Linked DNA regions of Mus musculus: region 1 is linked to region 2. The links are chromatin contacts, called in public promoter capture Hi-C maps. All regions are on one chromosome and are shown on one strand. Each heading gives the region's core, a stretch centred on a gene start, on an enhancer-like site or on the middle of the called end of the contact. The rest is flanking DNA. Distances are from core to core; before and after follow the strand shown.

What was found. Promoter capture Hi-C pulls out the DNA fragments that hold promoters and counts their contacts.
Region 1: a contact with region 2 is called in a promoter capture Hi-C map of pre-B cells, with 3 times the contacts expected there. The contact joins the promoter of Ppp1r21 here to the promoter of Calm2 in region 2. A contact is called at or near these places in 3 of 39 promoter capture datasets (the C10 cell line, liver and pre-B cells).

The regions. Positions count from the first base shown.
Region 1 is chr17:88,528,715-88,532,313 of GRCm38.p6, reverse strand. It overlaps Ppp1r21 (protein phosphatase 1, regulatory subunit 21), which reads right to left and starts at 2,190. Exons shown (of 22, transcript NM_028658.4): 1 at 1,996-2,190. The coding sequence starts at 2,052.
Region 2 is chr17:87,445,643-87,449,203 of GRCm38.p6, reverse strand. It overlaps Calm2 (calmodulin 2), which reads left to right and starts at 2,269. Exons shown (of 6, transcript NM_007589.5): 1 at 2,269-2,411. The coding sequence starts at 2,409.

The sequences.
Region 1 (3,599 bases), core at 941-3,440, 1.1 Mb before region 2:
GAAGAAGAAGAAGAAGAAGAAGAAGAAGAAGAAGAAGAAGAAGATCAACCCCCAAAAGCTGTCTCCTCCTCCTCGCCATCACCATCACCCCACCCCACCCCACCCACACACACACACACACACACACACACACACACACAGACACAGACAGAGACACACACACACACACACACACACACACACTAATAAATAGATGGATAGATAGACGGATGGACGGACAGACGGGTGGATGGACAGATGGATGGTTGGGTTTCTTTGACCTTCCCATTGCACACATCTTATCTGAAATCCACAGCCCTCATGATCTAGCCCACTCTCCCTTCACCACACTCTGCCTGCCATGTATCTTAAGATGTTTTCAGGACAGCCAGCATAGGCTAACCGAGTTACATGGAAAGCTACCACTCTCTTCATCCCCTTCCCTACTCCCTAGTGTAAGGAACTCCCCCTTCCCCAGTGACCTCTCCTCTGAGCTGCGCTGACCATCACTTGCTACACTGTATCATAATTGCAGGCCACGCTAATTTAAGGGTCTATTAAAGGTGATTGTGCAGCTTGAACTCCGGCTTTCTCAACTGAGCCTGGCACACTGCTTGCGGGGTGCACATATAACATGAGTTTGTTGAACACATTAACATACCCAAAAGAATAAAACCTTTCCATGCCTTTCATTACTTTAGGAGGTGATATAATTATTCCCGCAACACGGCCACTGCTCTGAGCCCTTCTGGAACTCTACTCACTGGCCATTTGGAACCAAACTTTCAAAGTTATTTACCCTCCAGAGATGGAAATCGGGCCCCTTACTTTATATGCATGAAACATTTTCAACCAAAAATAGTAGTGGCAAATTTGGGCACTGCCATCCTCCACCCACCCTCCTTCGTTATATGGAACTGTTCCAAACAAGGGAATCCTCCCCCAAAAGACAATGCACTATCTCAGGCGCTGAGCCACAGAAGTCTACGAGGATTTCAGACGGAACTACAAAGGGAGTGGACAAGGTGAGTGATAAGCTGAATGCCATCAAGGCTCCCATCTGATGCTGAGGACTTAAGGGTGCACGCTTAGGTGCCAGTATCATTTCTTTATATTTCACTTTACCTTCCCAAATACAAGCTTAATAAAATCATAAAGGGGGATGTCGTACACTTGGGTTTTTTTTTTTTTCAAATTAGAAAAAGGGCGAAATCTTTTCATTGCTTCTGTGAATGCCAAGATAATTGGAAATTAAACACGACTACCGAATCCTTTTCAAAGGCGTGAGATTCTGCTTTAATAACTTCATTAGAATATTCTTCAGGCAGAAAACCCTACCCAGAAACTGCACCACCCTTGTCCAAGAAAAAGGTTTCACCATTTGAAAGACTGACACTTCAGAAGGCCGGGTCCCTGTTTTGCATAATTCTGTATTTAAGGAGAACCTGCGGTGTGCACTGCCCCATTCCACGGAAGGAAGGTGCAAGAGAAAAAGACATCAGCCCCACCACCCAAGCTGTCAAAATCAGTGGCGACAACATCTGTATTCCAAAGCACCCATCCCAATGAGGCCGTTTACGCTCCCAAACTGATGTGGTGGCAAATAAGTCGTTTTAACTTTAAAAGCATCTCCTCGCGAAAAGGAGATGGTGATTTCCCCATCATCGGGCGAACTGAGAAAGCAGAGAGCATAGGGTGGTCCCTCATTCCTCCCTTCCCCTCAGGCTAGCACCAAGAGCTGTGCCTTGGATTTCTGTCATTCCATTTCTAAGCCTGCTGGTCCAGCGAGAAGGAAGACTCAAACTCCAGCTCCTTTCTGCAGAGACGCACACGGACCCAGACACCGCCCGGCCCTATCTCCATGGAGCTGCAGGTGGAGGCATCGTAATGGTGGAAGCAGGAGGTGGAGAGGAGAGGAGGAGCCCTCTGCATCCCCCCCACCATCCCAAATCGCTGCCACGGCCAGCTGAGGCCTCCGGGCCAGAAACCCCTGTCTCCCCCACCCACGATGGGTACCTTCGAGTACTCCTGAGCCAGCTTCTGGTACTTCCCCTGCAACTCTGCGGAGGCCATGGCCTCCCCCGCCCCGTCCAGGCCTGGCCGCCCGGGCTGCCGAGCCCCGCCCCCCGCCCCCAACCCCACACTTGCTCCTCCCGGGCAGGGCTCAGCCAGCTTCTGCAGCACCGCCGCCGCCGCCGCGCCTCCTCCTCCTCCACTTCCGGGTTTCCAGGCGGGAGGGAGGAGGAGCGGGACCAGAGGCGGGGCGACCACCGGGGGCGGGGCGACGTCTTGACATCACCGCCCCGCCCTCTGGTGCTCCGGTTCGCGCATGTGCGGCCCGACGGACCCGCCTGTGCGGTGCTTTTGCCCCTCCTGAGACCCTAGACGCCATGTTGGAAGAGGCGGGAAGATGGCGACCCGTTTCCGGGCGAGCCAGAATCAAGCGGGAGGAGAATGAGTGCCTACGGAATGGATGGAACACCGAAGGGAGAGACAGAGGATGCAAGGAGAAGCATTCTAAGAACATCAAGAATTCTGGCTACCCAGTCCCCTAGTCGCCATAGCAACCGCCTAGCGTCAGTCGCTTGCTTCTTGGAAGCTTGTTTTCCGCCTTCTCATTCATTATCTGGATACCCAGACTTGTGCTACACTGTAAACCGTCCAACCTAGCACATATTTATACCGTTTGCCCTTCTCCCCTTCTCAGATCAGAAAACCTTCATTGTCTTCTGTGTTTTGTCATTGACCTTTCTCTACTCAAATGCCACATGCCCGCCCCTGACCCTTATTCATCTATCAGAACATTTTAAGCCGTAAAAGAACATACAGTTTCTGAAAATTTCTACCACGCATTGAGATGTAAAGACCATTAATGTTTTGTTTTGTTTTTAAAAAAAAAACGGCTAGACTAGATATCTTGAGATACCTTATGATGAAAAACTGCTCCTTTTCATTTAAAATATTTTTGACAGTTCTGTTGAGGATTAATGTAGGTATAGCATTGAAGTATTTCTTGTTAGAATAATATGAATGAAGAAAGATATGTGTTTCTTGAGACATAATATGACAGTTGAAACTAATGAACTACATTTGTACACAAACACATACATATGAACATTATGCTAAATAAGTCAATTGCACTGGGTGCAGCTGTATAAACCTTTAATCTCAGTACTTAGAAGGCAGACAGGCAAATGGATCTCTACTGGTTTACATATTAAGTTTCAGGCCAGCCAGTGAAACTCTGTCTTTAAAAAAAAAATAGTGAATTGTAATATACTATAAATAATCTTAAAAATTATGAAGTGGAAGTAGCCAGACATGTTTAGTCATACCAGCAGTCCTAGCATTTGGGAGGCTGAGGCATGAGGAAGTCAAGTTTGAGAGCAGTCTGGACTACACACACACAGTATGTACTGTGTGTGTGTGTGTGTGTGTGTGTGTATAATCTCCATAATATGTGAAGTAACATTATTCCGATTTTTATTTTATTTAATGTATATGAGTACACTGTAGCTGTACAGATGGTTGTGAGCCTTCTTGTGGTTGTTGCAAATTGAATTTTTAGGACCTCTGCTCACTCCAGCTGGCCTGGCTCACTCAGTCCCTGCTTGCTCAGG
Region 2 (3,561 bases), core at 1,020-3,519:
AGAGAAGCTCCGGAAAGGAAGCTATCCAGAGATAAGGCGGTATTATCTCAATTCAGAAAATGAGGAAGAAGCAGCGATGGGGAAGAACTTGCTTGTTTTTTTTCTTTCCCCCAAGATGGACAAAGGTAGAGAACTCTAAGATCTCACCGTGGGAACCAGACAGAAGAAAAAAAAAGATATTTCCAAGGCTCTGATACACAGTCTTCGCTGACTTTGCGTTTCACTGACAACTGCCAGGGTTAGGCGGAGATCTCTGTCATATTTCGGAAGACAAGTGCTCTATAAATAAATTGACTTGGAACAGTCTCAAATACACATAAACCGCAATGGCTTTAAATGTAACCCTTGACTTTTCTTTGTCTTCTTAAGAGGTCAACAAGGAAGATTATGCAAGAAAGGCGTTACCAAAACCCAACCTACGAAACCTGGAAGAGCTTTCCTATATTCTCTATTTAAAAAAAAAATATATTTCTATATACTTGTTAGCAAGCACTACCGCGTCTCTCTAGGCACGAGTCAGTGCGTACTTATCATACATTCTGCACCAATCCTCTTAAAAATTCCTTCCCTTGAAGAGGTGATTATTCATTTTGTCATTCAATTTCCCACCATTAAAAATTTCATATGTAAAATCACCGCATGCTAATGGGGTACTGTGTAAGGAGAGAATATTTTTACTGAGTCAGCGGAAAGACAAAAAAAAAAATTAGTAGGTCTTCCATCTGAAGATCTGAGGAGGAGTCACAGACAAATTTCTGAGGTATATCTTGGAAAAACTTTGAATTTACCAGAATGTAGTGCACTGGAACGGAACGGTGGCGTCAGATTCTTGGCTGGAGGTGCCCATTTTAAAGTAATATTCCCAAATAATGATATTTATCTCATTTGTGGGGTAAGGTTAATTAGCTCTCCTCCCTTTCAGTATTATCAGGGCACCACATTGGCAAGGATAATAGAAACAGAAATCTGAGGTTTGGTTTGGTTTGGTATTCCCATCGAGTGGGCATTCGTTCGAAAGGGTGTCAGCTTTGTTAGTGCTAATTAGAAGGCCGCTTAATGTCTGGTTTCCATGACTGAAAGAGGGCCCAGCTCTGGCTTCATTAAAAGATATGTTTAAAGGTGTGAGGGATGTCTAACTTAGGTAAAGGAGGTTAAAATGGACTCTCCGAGTGGGTGCATATAGCTGTTAGCACCGAAATGTTCTTGCTGAACGGGGAAACTATCCTGAAGGCAGGCTTCTTTCTGAAGTTGAGGTTTCATCTTGCCTTGCTTTTTACAAAGTGATTGCTCTCCACGGTTTGAGGGTTTGCATGGTGGTGCTTTTTCAACTGGGAAGTTCTTTCTGCCTTCGCCATCTTCCTAATTCTCTCTGGGCCGTGGCTGTTCCATCAATCTTCTCTGGGCACTGTATTTTGAGGATGGAATCCTTATTTTCCTCTCTAACCCCCATCATCCTTTTCTGGTTGTCTACTTTGGGCTTCTAATTTCAGAGGGGCTCCTTGGGGAGACCGACAGCACACACTCTCGGATACAGTGGGTTTGAGTAGCTTTCTGATAAATTACTGCTAGGAAAGAGAAGCGAAGGGTAGGCATAAACGGAAGCCCCTTTTTTGATTAGCTTGTCAGCTGAGCTGCATGGGTTCGGCACCGTGTAATGAAAAACGACCGGCCTCCCTATGCAGCAACGCTGAGAAGCTGGGCGCGCTGGGTGGGTGTTTACTGGGGGGGGGGGGTGTCCTTCAGTTTTATTTATTTTTTGTTTTGGCCCGTGTTGTTTTTGTCAGCAGCACCTCCATACGGGGCGGGAAGGTGAGTGTGTGCGTGTGTCTGTGGCAGGCAGGACGGGTGGAAGAAGGTCCTCCAGCCGAGCGCAGAGAGAGCCACGCTGCCGCCTGGCGCAGTTGCCAGGACAGCGCGGCGCGAGCAAGCAACGGCAGAAGCCGCAACCGCGTTCCGGCTGCGAGAGAAAGTGACGCATTGCAGGTACAAATCAGCCAATCAGCAGCAAGCTCAACGAGGTTCGCCTGGTCGACCGCCACCGCGGTGCTCCTCCGCGCCGCAAAGTAGCTCCTGCCAGGCGCGGTTCCCCCGGCCTTTTAACGGCTTGCCTGGGAGTGGAACCCACTTACGTCATCCGTCCCCCTGCTCCCCTTTCTCTCTTGCGTGTCTGCCCAGTGACTGCGGAGAAAGGGGGTCTCCCGGAGAGTTGGGGGGGGGGAGGGGGCGGGGGCTGGCCGGGACTCGTTCGCTAGGTTCCGTTATCTGGATGAGGCGGAGGGATCTGGCGGAGGGAGGCGGAGGGAGGTGTTTATGAGGAGCTGGGGGCGGAGGAGGAGAATTAGTCCGAGTGGAGCGAGCGAGTCGAGCGGTTGTCTGGTCGCGTCTCGGAAACCCGTAGCCCTTGCAGCATGGTGAGTGCGTAGCTGAGCGGCCGGCGCCCCGCGGGTCGGGGAAAGATGCTGAAGCGGATTGACTAAAGAGGGGACCTCCCCTCTCAGAACTGTCCTCGCCAGAGGGACGGCACCAAAAAAAAAAAAAAAAAAAAGCCAGGAGGCCCCCCGCGACACTTGTGTCGCAGGTGTCCCCCACCCCTGTCCTCTTGGGTTCCCTTTTAGATGAGTCGGGGGACCGCTGCGGGGCTTGGCCGGGGGAGGATGGATCTGGGGTGCGGGGCCGTGGGCTCGGTCGAGAGAGCAGAGCAGGAGGGGCTGCGGCCGAGGCGGCGCCAAAGGTCAGCCCCGGGGGCCGGATTCAAACCGCCAACGGCCACCGCCGAGCGAGCGCGGGCGCCAGGAAGCGCCTTTGTCCGCCCGGCCGCCATGCGCGGGGGGTGGGGTGGGGAGGAGCGCGGGGCCCCGAGGCGAGCGGGCGCCGTTAGCCCGCATCCCCGCGAGGCCGGGCCGGGCCGGGCCGGGGGCGCGCCCCGTGGGTCCAGCCCGTGCGGGGACCCCCGCCGCGGGGGTCGGGTGGGGTGAGCGCGCGGGGCCCCGAGCCGCCGCCCTACGCGGCTCGGCTCGGCTCGCGCCCCAGCTGCTGCGCTGGCACCTGCAGGACTGCGGAGGTCTGGGCGGCCCGCGGCGCTGCGGGGATGGGCGGGGGAGGGGACCCCAGCAGTCCCCCCTCCCCCTCCGCGCAGGGCTGCTGCTGCTGCTGCTTGTTCACTCCATCTGGTGCTGGCTTCCGCTACCCAGACTGGATGATTAATTTTTTTTTCTTTTTTTAAATCGTTGAAGAATACAAGCTTTTGCTGGAAGTCGGGCGCTTTCTCAAAAAAAAAAAAAATAGAGCTCGTAAAGGGAAAGCAACCGACCTCAGTTAGGGTCTCAAAGGCGTTTTTCGGCCCCCATGAGCTAGTGGAAGTAGCAATTAAGGGGCGGGTCGCTAAATTCTTGAGTGCTCAGGTGCACTCCTGTTCACCTCTACCACACGCAGAGTTCCTTGAAAACGACTTGCGTTTCAGAGTGGAAGTTGCCATCTGATCTTAGTTCTTACGGACAGTTCACCTATGCAATAATGGCCGTCAGTAACTGTACACTTAAAGAGTGTAAAAGAGAGCAGGAG